2 separate regions of the Arachis hypogaea genome follow, and region 2 is linked to region 1. The links are chromatin contacts, called in public Hi-C maps. All regions are on one chromosome and are shown on one strand. The core of a region is the stretch at or near the end of the contact, and the rest is flanking DNA. Distances in the headings are between cores, read along the strand shown. Region 1 holds the start of LOC112720511 (floral homeotic protein APETALA 2). Region 2 holds the start of LOC112721114.

Evidence for each region. Hi-C and Micro-C count contacts between places; a contact is called where the count stands out from the background.
Region 2: a contact with region 1 is called in a Hi-C map of leaf, with 4 times the contacts expected there. The contact joins the promoter of LOC112721114 here to the promoter of LOC112720511 in region 1. A contact is called at or near these places in 3 of 8 Hi-C or Micro-C datasets (all in leaf).

What each region holds. Positions count from the first base shown.
Region 1 is chr11:20,256,473-20,263,262 of arahy.Tifrunner.gnm2.J5K5, reverse strand. It overlaps LOC112720511 (floral homeotic protein APETALA 2), which reads left to right and starts at 3,709. Exons shown (of 10, transcript XM_025771476.3): 1 at 3,709-5,987; 2 at 6,130-6,155; 3 at 6,396-6,426; 4 at 6,586-6,673. The coding sequence starts at 5,341.
Region 2 is chr11:20,586,986-20,593,775 of arahy.Tifrunner.gnm2.J5K5, reverse strand. LOC112721114 reads right to left here and starts at 3,803. Exons shown (of 2, transcript XM_025772185.1): 1 at 3,468-3,803; 2 at 2,118-3,293. The coding sequence starts at 3,803. The coding sequence ends at 2,118.

The sequences.
Region 1 (6,790 bases), core at 2,460-4,959:
TTGTCTTCCCATGAAGGCCAATGTGGACTTGGGCAAAGGTACATGTAGTTGTAGACTCTAGCAATTGACTGGGCTACCTTGTAGACATGCATGTGCTGTTTTAGCCAGAATAGAAGACCCGAAGAATATGCACATAACTGGCTCACAATGGGTGCTTATAATGCTGCATATCAGACTTCAATGCACCCAGTTCCAAGCCAAGAGTTCTGGAAACACCTTGACACCCTACCAATTCTGCCACCTCAGTACAAAAAGCTAATCGGAAGACCTTCAATGAAAAGAGACAAAAGAAATGATGCCCCTAAGGATAAGAGTGATCCTCACAGAACTAAGAGGAGGATTGCCACCATCGTATGCAAATACTGCCTCCAGGTGTGTTAAGTGTATTATACTTCGATGTTTAACTTCATGTGTACCTATTTAACTCCATGTGTACCAATTTAAGTAGTTCCTATTTTACGTAGGTTGGTCATAACAAGCGAAGCTATAAGAAGAGAAAGGAAGCAATGGGTGAAGGGAGTGCTGCACCCCAAGTCCCTGCAAGTGATGAGGATGAAGATATGCTGGTTGAAATGTACTATGAGGAGACATTAGAAGCTGCCGAGGCTGAAGCAGCAACAACTGAGGTGGGAAACGGATCCACAGCAGCCCAGACTTCACAGGTTAGTTCGTTACTTGATTCATTTCCTTAATTACATTTGTTTAACGACTCATACTATTACACTGGTTGTTCATTGGAATCCAGCCTCCACCTTTGATGCCACAACCAGCAGCCACACAACCCCAGACTACAACAACCACTAGAGCAGCCAAGAAACATCATAAAAGGAGAAGCGTCAAGCGACCCCCCCTCCGTCTGCACATACCCCACAAGCATTAGCACCATCTCCGAAGAATCCAACTACAACCCCTTCCACACACAACTCTCAAACAAACCCAAATCTACTGCAGGGTACTAGTGCAGGGACAACCACAAGGTTCGTGCAGTTCATGCCGACAATGGATGTGGACGGTATTTCTAGACCAAGAGGCACAGCCATTAGAGGCAGGGGTGAAGGAAGAGGTCGAGGCAAGAGAGGTACATCAAGCGGAACCAGAAATGGAATCTCGAGCCGGAGCAGTAACTCAACACCAATGTCATAGACGGTGTTTTGAATGTTTTTTTGCTATTTTGATGTAATTGCCATAACTGATATACTAATTTTAGGGCACTGGTTGGTTTATTTCACTATGTTGGACTAAGCAACATTGCTATTTTGGTTGTTTTGACTGTGAAATGCTACTTTTGCTGTAATCAACTATGTTTTTTGGTTTAATTCATGGTCAGTCCACTTGTTGAGTTAGCTTTCCTGGTTTTCAGCTTATGCTTCAAGTTGCACCTTTTATGTATAATTGTTACTCACTCTGTTTTGGAACAAGATTATCATTAATCGAACAGCACTTACTATGCCTAGTTTTATACTTCATTACCACAACCATTAGGTCTCTATGTCACAGATGGAGCTTAATTATGATTCTTTAAGTTGAAAATATAGTTGCATGTGCATATATATCCAAGTGACTAGCAATAAAATTTATCATATAGAACTTACAAAGCAACAACATCATCAAAGTGTCTATGTCAAAATCAGGAAATACATTCATTCTCTCATGATTTACAAAGACCCCAACTCTATACAAATTTTACATTTTCATAAAGAAATACAGCACAAAGAACAAAAATAAAATGCAACACCCAACGCTATCCATAAAAGTAACACTCTAATTCCCCTAATTTCACCCCTAATTTAAACTCTAAGTTTGTCCATCCTTCTCGCCAGGATTGATGATGCTTGCTGATTTTCCCCAGGTTCAGTGACAGTGAGCCCATCATCATACCTTGGATAAGAACTCCCTGACTATCTTTTGGCCAAACATCTTGCTATGCCCTCCCATCCTTCTTCGATTTCATCAACCCATACAAAGTATTTGCAGTCTCTTGTCTGCCAAAATAAAACAAATGCACCGATTGGTCAACTTAAATACAGAGAAAACTTTCTCACCTGAACTCTAACAGCGTCTGCCCATTACCGCCCATAGAGGACATCTGATGAACTATCGATTAGGGTTCGTAACGGTGCCAGACTCCATCAACGCAAACTCTCTTCCACAGAAGCATCTGCCGTCCAGCTTCTTCACCTTCTTCTTCTTCGAACTTGAAGAAGAACTACCACTACCATCACTTGGAGCAGGGGTAAATCTGCGGAAAGACATTGCGGGAGGTACGACCTAATTCTTTATCACCGTGGGTGCACCTCACACTCAATGAGATTCAACAAGCTTCGATTCTTTAGATCCTGGTTTGTATTGGGGAGGGGGAAGCTACCTAGGGTTTTGATTTCATGCGTTCATCCTATCCCTTTTGATAATCAACGTTCACATCCACGTCAGACATGGCTTTGGAGGGGTGGGAGTGCCACGTAGGTTTGGAAACCCACGAACCAAGCTCAGATCCAAGTCAGGGCACTTTTGTCACACGGACAGCATCTATCATGGGTATAAGATTAGTTTCGAGCTTTCATGGGTACAAATGTCAGCGTTTTTATTTCTCATAGGTACAAAATGGTCATTTATTCTAATTAGTAATTTTAAGACCAAAGAAGTATGTTTTCAATCATAGCACAAAATCAAGAAGGAAAATATAAACTCATGCAATTACATGAATAAGTGAGTAAAGAATTGATATAAACCACTCAATTGAGCATAAGATAAACCATAAAATAGTGGTTTATCAGCGAACTCCTCCAACTTTACACTCTAGTAGTGCGAACTCCTTCGCAAATGTCGCCTCGCAAAATTTGTCATGAAATAAACAGGTAGGTTCAGATCATAGGCAAGTGTCTTAGGGCAGAGCGTCACAGAGTACAGAGGAGACGAGAGATTTTGGAGTAAAACATGAAGAGGGTTGTTATGAGAGAAAGTGATGTGGAGAAACGTTTGAATATCCCATTCTGGACCTCAAACAGTATCGTTTGATGGTTTTGGGGGAGGGGATTGAAGCCATATCGTTTTAGGGTGTGCCATGCTGTAAGTTAACATTTTAACTCAACGAACATTAGCCACCTCATCAACTGAGATGACGGAACGATAAACTCCACCAACGCAGATATTTTTTGGAGACTCTTTTGATTAATTTTAGCTCTTGGAGACTAAAATGAAGATCTAATAACTTTTAAAGACGATTTTGACCGATAATTCATTTTTAAATTGTGCTCTTAAAATACAAATTAGTTAAATCTTAAAAAAAGAGAGTAGTTTTGGGAAACACGCGCAGGGTGGTGAGAGTGAGGTAATGAGAAAGGGTCATAAATACGAGGTACAGCGTAGGAAGGCCATTGGTCGCTTGGAGAACGAAAGAGGCAAAGGTGGCCCTCTTCCCGTACTCTTGGATTGGACTTTTCTGGAAAGAGTTTCCTTTTACTACTATTATTCCCATTTCCTTTTCTGATGCCAAAACCTACCCCAAACTCTTAACACATTTCCATTTCCCTTTCCCATTTTCCACTGTGCTCTCTATCTAGTACACTCACAATTACAAATCATTCATCTGTATTCCCCAAAATACCCTCCTCCGCCACCCCAAATTACTTTCCCACTTGGGTACGCCCACAGGGTAAAACTTAGTCATGATCCTAAAAAGATAAAAATGCTTGGAGGCGTGGATGCGACGAGAGTTGAGGACCTTTGTGATTACTTGCGTTTAAGTTATTTATTATTTATTGCATAGAAATCATTAACGATTGATTACAAGCTAACAAAAGCTAGTTTTGGGTAATTATCTATCTTTGGCACTGCTTGCGCTGTCTATTTCCATTACTGGGTAATTTGCTTTGGAGAGAGAGAGAGAGAGAGACGCACTCCCCCTCAGATGCTTTTCGATTTGGTTAACGTGGGAAAGTTGTTTAAGAAAGAGATGGTTCTTTCTTTCCCAATTTCCGCCACTCATTTAATTCTCTCTCAATCTCGGTAACAAGGTAAACACAACTTAAATAAATACATAAGAATATAGATTTTAGTTATGACTGAATCATTGGCATCTCCCTCTTGGCTTTAATAATTTGGTTTAACTCCACTAGAGTTTTATGAAAAAAATTAAGGAGTTTATTCGGGTAGAAATTTTGTTGTTCATAAAACTTGAATTCAAAATAGTAAATTAAAATATCAAAATACTTATTTTTACAATTTAATAATATAAGTAATTTTTTATCCATAATTTTGTCTGATTAATTTAAGGATGTTTTGTTTAACTTTTTTTCAGTTACACTTTATTCAATAATTATTGTGAATCTAACATATGCACTTCACATTTAAGATGAGAATATATAAAATTAATATTTTTTTTATTACAAATACAAAGTTAACTCAGCTTTAAAATTATTTGTGGGACAACAAAATAATTCCAGTCTTAACTGTATCTATGTTTCTTATTTTAAAAATAAAATCTAAATAAAGATTATTATTAGTCACACTAATATACTTTAAAAAAAGTTTAATTTTAATATATTAATATTGTATTATTTTTATAAATAATTATTCAAAACTGTATAATACTAAAATACATAAATAAAAATTAAATTAAGGAAAAAGGACATTGAATTGAAGAGAGTGAAATTATGTGTGTATTGAAAAGAGAAGGAAGTGGTTAGAGAGAGGAGAGAGGAGTGAGGAGTGAGAAGAAAGGCATCGTGTGTATGTAAGAGTGTTAAGGGAGAAGGGTGAGATGCTTTCGGCTAAGCTTGCTCAAACTGGCCTCGTCTATGCTGTATTGGGCACTTGTGGAATACAAACATCATTCAACATCTCTTTTACTACATTTTTGCAACACCTACCCCTCCTCTCTCTCTCTCTCTCTAACTCGTCCTAGGTTTTGATTTTCTTCTGTGAATTTTTCCTACTACACACTCAACCTTTCCGTCCACAACCTCCTCCTCCTTTTTTCTTCTTCTCACATACTCTCTATCTCTCTCTGTATATATATTATTTTATTCCAATCAAGAGAGAAAAAGCACAATACGCACCCCGAGACACACTCACACAGAGTTTAACCTTCCTCTGCAGCACTGCAGGCCAACCCAAATTAACTTTTTATTTTCAAAAAAAAAATATTAACCAAGAGAGAGAGAGAGAGAGCGTTTATTTTTTTAATTATTATTCCTGATGTGAGAGTGGGAAATAATAATAAAAAAAATCTGTGTTACTTACTGGTTTCTCTTCTCTTTCTCTTCTCTTTTCAATAAGGCCTGTAACTATAACTGTAACTGCAGCTGAAGGGGAGAGAAAGAGATCAGAGAGAAAAAAAGAATGTGGGATCTCAATGACTCACCCGATCGGAGGAGAAAGGTTGAGGAATCCGAAGAAGGTTGCTCTTCTCTCAAGAACTCCATAGACGGAGACGACGATAACAACAACAACAACAACAATAATTATAAGGGAAAGAGAGTTGGATCTGTTTCCAATTCAAGCTCCTCCGCAGTTGTCATCGAAGACGGATCAGAAGAAGAAGAACAACAACAAGAAGAAGGTAGCGTCGTAAGAGCAACAACGGACATGAAGAAGAGTAGAAGAAGCAAGATATTCGGGTTCTCAGTAACCCACGGTGATGATGATGAAGAAGATGAAGATGAAGATTCCATGGATAGCGAGAACCACAGCCAGGTAGTGACTCGGCAGTTTTTCCCCATGGAGGAGGCTGATATGGCCGCCGCATCATCACCGGCTGGAAGCGGCGGTGACGGTGACGGCGACGGCGACGGAGGTGGCTCTACTTTCCCTCGTGCTCACTGGGTAGGCGTGAAATTTTGCCAATCAGAAACACTTGGTGCTGGAAAATCATCACTGGAAGCTTCTCAACCCATGAAAAAAAGTCGCCGAGGACCGCGGTCAAGAAGCTCACAGTACAGAGGAGTCACTTTTTACAGAAGAACCGGTCGATGGGAGTCTCATATTTGGTTAGTCCATTTATTCTTGGAATTCAAGGTTTTTTTTTTTTTTTGAAAGAATGAAAGAGCTCAACACTTATAGGGAAACTTATTGCAATTGAAGTTTTATTTTATTTTTTTAATTTACGTTTTGTGTCCTTGGATGATGCAGGGACTGTGGAAAACAAGTGTATCTGGGTAAGTTGTTATATGTATGTTAATGATTATGTGCATTATTTTGTGTGGGGATAGTTATAAGTGGCTAAAACATGTGTGGAATTTCGTTTTTTTTTTCTTCTTTTGTGGGTGTATTTGGTAGAAGAAGAAGAGAGACAAACAAGAGTGTACATACATGTTTTTATTATTTGTGTGTAGTGGGGGAAATTTTCTCTTGTGATGACTGACGAGATGGTTTTTGTCTGGGTAAAATTTGTCTAGGTGGATTTGACACTGCACATGCAGCTGCTCGGTGAGAACTTTAATTTCAACAGAATCCAATCAAATATCAAATATATAATATATAAATAATAAATAATAAACGTTTTATTTTTCTTTCTTTCTTTCTGGGAAATTTTGAGTCTCAAGGGATTTTCCTTTTTTTTTTCTTTTTTAATTTCTATATGGCCAGTGCATACGATAGAGCAGCGATTAAGTTCCGAGGAGTGGAGGCAGACATCAACTTTAACATTGAAGACTACGAAGAAGACTTGAAGCAGGCAAGTTGTGAATATTTTCGTTTATTTATTATTATTCTATAAATAAATAAATAAATAAATAAAAGGCGTTTATCTTCAACTGTGGTGGTATAAGAAGCACTACATACACCTTATCTT
Region 2 (6,790 bases), core at 2,554-5,053, 330 kb before region 1:
TTGTTTTGGCTATCTTGTTTTAGTGATGGCCAAAAGAAGCCGGCGCAGAGGACTTTCGAGGCTAGGCTCCGAGCTCCTGTGTGGGTTCCACAGAGCCCCTCATGTGCCTCTGAGAGTGCTATTTCTGCTTCGGGACCGCTAAGGCATTTGAGTAAAGGTCGAGTGTAACCTCGTCTGTATAAGGCTCCGTTTAGTAATGTGAAGAAGGTGGCTTGTCTTCGGAACCTTTTGACATTCTCAACGTTTTCTGGAATGTGGGATGTTTGTAGATAGTTTATGAAATCTGTTTGCCAATCACTTTCCTGAGTAACACTTAGCACTTTTGTCAGGTCAATGCTAGGAGAATTTATAGTAAATTGATGTAATGTAGATATCTCGGACTGAGTACTGCCGAGCTTAGATAAAATATCAGCTCTTTGGTTTTGTTCTCCGGGTATGTGTTTTATTTCAAATTCTTTAAATTGTGAAATCAAATTTTTGACTAATAATAAATATTTGGATAGAAGAGGGTCTCTTACTTGAAACTGGTCGTTTACCTGTTGAACAACCAACAAGGAGTCACAATATACCTTGATTGTGTATATTTGAAGGTCTAAGCAAACCTGAAGTCCTGCGACCAGGGCTTCATACTCGGATTGGTTGTTGCTGGCTTTAAAAGATAGGTGTAAGGAATGCTCGAGGACGGTACCATCTTCGGCTTCGAGTCGTATTCCAGCGCCACATCCTTCTTTGTTGGATGAGCCATCTATGTATAAGGTCTATTGTTTTGTGTGGTCATCTTCTGATGGTATCGTAAGTTCTGCAATAAAGTCGGCTAAAAACTGCAATTTTATTACTCCTCTAGACTGATATCTGATGTCGAACTCGGATAGTTCGATTGACCACTTTATAAGTCTCCTTGCAATGTCGGGCTTGTGTAGTACTTGTCGTAGTGGGTGATCTGTTTTGACATTGATGACATGACTTTGAAAATAAGGTCGAAGTCTTCGTGCTGAGAAGACTAATGCTAAAGCCAGCTTCTCTATCCTCGGATAATTAAGTTCGGCATGGTGGAGTGTTTTGCTGACGAAGTAGACTGGTTGCTGAATTTTGCTTCTCTCTGTGACAAGAGCCGAGCTTATCGCCCAATCAGTAACGGAAAGGTATAGAAATAAATCTTCCCCTTGCAGGGGTTTTTGTATAATCGGCGGTTGCGAGAGAGTTGTTTTTAGTGTGATAAAAGCTTTCTTGCAATCGTCGGTCTATTGAAATTTGTTTTTCTTTTTAATTGTTTGGAAAAAAGGATTAGACTTTAAAGCTAAACAAGGTACAAATCTTGATAAAGCAGCAAGCCTTCCTGTGAGGCGTTAGACTTCTTTTATGGTCTTAGGACTTGTCATTTCCAAAACTGCTCGGCATTTGTCGGGGTTTGCCTCGATGCCTCTGTTTGTTAACAAAAATCCCAAGAACTTACCACCTTGTACGCAAAAAGCGCATTTTTCCGGGTTCAGGCGCATGTTGTAGTGGCGTATCTGGGCGAATATTTCTGTTAAGTCATCAAGATGATTGTTGCCGACCTTTGTTTTGGCGACCATATCATCAACATAAACTTCGATGTTTCTGCCGATTTGTTTGGCGAAAACTTTATCCATAAGACGTTGGTAAGTTGCCCCTGCATTCTTTAATCCAAAAGGCATAACCTTATAACAGTAGTTTCCGAAGTCAGTAATAAAAGCTGTTTTACATTGATCGGAGGGGTGCATAAGTATTTGGTTGTACCCTGAATATGCATCCATGAAACTTAAGGTAGCGTAACCGGAGGCGTTATCTACCAAAGAGTCTATGGATGGTAAAGGATACGAATCTTTTGGACATGCTTTATTTAAATCAGTAAAATCGACGCATATGCGCCACTTACCGTTTTGTTTCCTTACCATAACCACATTGGCGAGCCAGGTGGTAAATCTGATCTCTTTGATGAACTCGGCACTAATCAGTTTTTGTGTTTCCTCCAACGACGCTTTTTGTTTTTCTTCGCCAAGCTTTCGTTTCTTTTGTTGCACAGGTCTCGCAGACGAGTTTATAGCTAGTTTATGGCTGATGATTTGTGGGTCTATGCCAGGCATATCTGAAGGTTTTCATGCAAAAAGGTCGGCTTGATCTTGTAAGAAGGTGGTGATGGTGTTTAGCTCCTCCTTGCTTATTGAGTTACCTACAAAAGTGAACTTGTTAGGGTCATTGTTGAAATATACCTTCTGTAAGTCGTCGGACGAAGTTGGCCTTTCCCGGAAGTCGGCTCTTGGGTCTAAGTCGGCTAATGCCGAGCTAGTGTGTGTGAGATCGACATTGTTAACTTGTTGTTTTGAATTATTGTGGAATTTCATGTCGATGTTGTAACAGTGCCGAGCTTCCTTATGATCTCCATGAATTGTGACAACATGATCGTCCTGTAAAGGGAACTTAACACACAGGTGAACTGTAGAAACAATGGCGCCGAACTTGTTTAAGAAAGGTCGGCCAAGGATAATATTATATGGACTAAAGCAATCTACAACTAAATATTGTATATCACAAGTTTTTGAAAGAGGATGCTCACCCAGTGTGGTTTGTAACCACACTGATCCTATTATTGGGACGCGTTCGCCGGAGAAACCGACCAGATCTCCCCCTGTTGACTGGAGGATGTTGTTACTGAGCTTCATTTTTTGAAATGTTGAGTAGAATAAGACGTCGGCACTACTTCCAGGATCTAGCAGTACTTTTTTGACCAGTAGGTCTCCCAACTGAAGAGTTATAACTACGGGGTCATCCAAGTTCTGTATACTAGAGTTGTAGTCTGCTTGTGTGAATGTGAGTTGCGGCAGTTGTGTTGGATTTTCTGTTTCACTTTGTGGGCCTTCTAACGAGCATATTGATCGGAATGACCTTTTTCTTGCCGAGTTTGAGGAGCCTCCACTCGCGTATCCTCCTGAAATATAGTTGATGATTCCTCGTGGCTTTTCGTAATTGTTCGCTGATACCTTCTCTTTTCCTCGGTATTGTTGTTCAGATGAGTCTTCGTTCCTGGAAGGTGTGGAACGTTTTTGGATGTGACTTCCGATGTACTTATCGAGGTGGTCTTGCCGAGCTAAGCGTTCCAAGAGGTCCTTTGCTATTACACAGTCATCAGTGGTATGGCTGTGCTTCTGGTGGAAGGCACAATATTTGGATTTGTCTGCGTTCTTAGTGTCTTGATAGGTGCCGGCCTTTCTTGGTGGTTTGATGAGTTTTGAATGTAGAATCTCTTTGATGATATCCTCTCGCTTAGTGTTAAACTGCGTATAAGAATCAAAATGAGGGGTTAGTTAACCTTTCTTACTAGTTGGAGTTTTATCGTCGTCTCTGTAGGTTGTTCTATCAGACTTCCGAGCTTGTCGGAGCTCCTCGATATCGATTTGTCCTTTTGCTTTTTCCCGGAATTCGGCCAGAGATTTCGGCTTTTCTATCACAATGGTTTCTTGGAACTTTCCAGGTCGGAGGCCGCTTTTGATTGCGTGCAAATGGACTTCTGGATGGAGATCAGGTATACTGATGGCGATTTTGGTGAAGCGAGTCATATAGTCTTTCAGGCTTTCATTCTGCCCTTGCTTGATAGTGTTCAGATAGTCAGAGTCATGCAGATATATTGCGGATCCGGTGAAGTGCTCTTCAAACAGCTTGGTCAGTTGTTGAAATCGCGAAACAGAACCTGCAGGCAAAGCACACAACCAATCAAGTGCAGGGCCGTCTAAATAATTTGGAAAACAACGGCATAAAACAGTGTCGGATGCACCGTTGACGATCATTATTGATCAGAACTTCTTGAGAAATTTCTTCGGGTCTCCGAGGCCATCATAAGGTGTGAGGGTTAGTGGCAGAGTGAATCTCTTTGGCAACTCGAAGTTCATCACTTCCTCGGTGAAGGGTCCTACAAGGTCATCAGGTCCTTCTTTTGCATCTTCGGGATGAATTACATCAGCTCGGATAGTCTCCGAGACATGAGAGGGTGAATGATGCTCATCATCCTCTGGCTGCTGGTGATGAGCGTCGTTGTGTTCTGTCCGGACATGATTCAGTTCGGTGATTTGAGCGGCCATTATTTGGTTTTCGTCAGCTATCCGTTGATTGGCTTGTTGTAGCTCGACTACCATCCGCATAAGTTCGGATAATGAAGGAGGTGGTATGTCAGCCATGAGTACAAACAAAGACAATGGGACCAAAAAGAGAATTTTATATCTTCGGCCCCACGGTGGGCATCAATTGATCTTGCTTGCGAAATAAGAGTGTCAACCGAGTTATGTCCTCAGAGGCTGAACGCCCAATCTCTCGAGTCCGAGCTTTTCCTTTGTCTTGAGATGCGAAAGTATGAGCAATGAAGAGGAGGGGGAGTGTACCTGCAAAGGCACTCCGAAACTTAAGTTAGTATGATATCTCGTTTTTTAATGAGTCTAAAAGAATACTTTACCTCACTTTATATCCTCGGCTATTTGTCCGTTATGCTCTTTAATATTAAGGTCGGTTATAAAAGAGCGGACAACGTCTATTCATTCGTCTGCTGTTACATCATCGGTTACGATGGAAGCACTTTTGGCCGAGTTATGGCTCATGAATGGACGAGCTTATAACGGATTGTGCCGAGTTATAGTCATAAAGCGGCGAGTTCATAACGGATTTCACCGAGTTATATCTCATTTATTATGACCATATCAAGATCTTTTCAGATCTTGAAGAAAAATTCGATGAAGAAATGGTTTCGTTTACAGGAAAACTTTCAGATTCAAAAAATATTTAGATTTATATGGAGAAGAAGAAGATATATCTTATTGGCTTGCATCACATATGTGTAGATTTAAAAACAAAAGAGATTATGTTTGATCTCTGTTTCTTCTTCTTAAGATTTTTAGGAATCGAATGTTGGGCTTGCTATTAGATTTTAGTTCAATACATAGGATATCTGTCTTCTTGTTATCTATGTAGAATTGATATTTAAAATTTATAAGTGCCGTTTGGCTTTTCTATAATTGAAAAACATTTCTTTCTGTAAAAAAAAACACTCTTTCTTTTTTTAATCTCCACCCCATATCTTTACCCTTACCCTTACTTTATCCTTGTTTAGATACTTTAATTCACTCATATCATATCCTCCTTACCTTCACCATTCACCTTCATTTTCATCTTCTTCTTCTTCTCTCCTCTTCCGCACACCTACACTTATTCTTCCTCACCTTCCAATGCCTCCTCTCACCATTCACCTCACTTTTCCTCTACTTTCACCTTCTTCGTCTTTTCTCCTCTAAGTGTTCTGTCCTCCCCCACTCTCACTCACTTCTACTTTGAACTCGATGATGGCTACTACTACTAGATTTACCTCACTATTACGCCTCCTCTCTTTGCCGCTACCTTTGCCTATGTCTTTGTCGCTTTCTTGCTTCTTCTTGCTTATTTTTCTATCTCGCCTCTTTTCACCATCTTCTCTCGCACAAATTTTGTTTGAATAATTTTTAAATTAAAAATTTTAAGTATTGTTATTGTTGATGTAGGTGGTGGCAACTGTGTGGTTTGAGAGAGACAGTGGTTGTGGTTGTTGAAAATAGTGATAGTGGTGAAGAATGATGGCAGTAAATATTTTTTTGAATTTTGGTAGGTAGACAATGACTTTTGTAAACAATGTGAACAATATGCTCTAGAATTGACCTAATAAAATAAAAAAGTATCTCACCCCAAATTACTTTCTAAACCTTAGGATAATCATCTCCAATTAAAAATAATGAACATAATCATCTGCATACCTATTGAATTGAACATCTGACATATCTTATTCACATTGTTTAGTATTCTCATTGTCTACCTATACTTTTCTATTTTTTTATGAATAGTGGTAAGAAGAGACAAATGATATTAACAAGTGATACGAATAAAATTAAAAAAATACACATTTTTTATGGAGAGAGAGAGAGGCATTTTCAAATTATGAGGTTTTCGATGGTTTCACTTTAATTAATAAATATTATTTAGTTACTTTTTAATTGAGTCACTTTTCTATTTTTCAGGTAATACTTTTGTTCATACCCTGACCCAATACTAAAGGCCCAGATCCAAACGAGAGGCCTAATCTAAAGGATTGACCCTCCCTCTACGCCGACCTTCCCTCAAGAAATCGGTTCTTACCATGACCTGCTCTAAGGAAGTCGGGAGTACGGATTAACTGGCAGATAACACCTATTCGAATAGGTAACTACCCCTAGAATCTCTCAACCCACTTCCAGGAGTTATATCCCAACTTCCCTAAGATCAAGGGACGGTTATTCCCCTTAAAAGGTGGAACTACTCCAACGGTGATTATTCGCTCACCACTATAAATACACTGACACCCCTCAGGTATTGCTAAGTCCCAGTACTCTCTAGACCTGCTTACACCCTTGCTAACTTAGGCATCGGAGTGTCTTTGCAGGTACCACTCCCCATTCTCTCACATTCACAAGTCGGATGGAGGCCCCGAAGACACGGACCCGCTCGGAGGCTTCCTTCCTCAGACGATTGGGCCAACCCAGCGAGTCTAGCCCATTAATCTCCGGTTACCCATCGTAACAACTTTATTAATCAGATTTAATTTAACTCTTATCAACTAAAATTTTTCCAACTTTTTCTCCAAGAATAAATTAGTTACTCTTAATGTACTCGCCATAGTTAATTTGCTATAATTTTTTCTTTTTTTTTCCAGCTACTTTTTCTTGCATTATATTTTTTTCTTCTTACAATAAAGTGAAATCAAAATTCGTGCACATTTTTATTT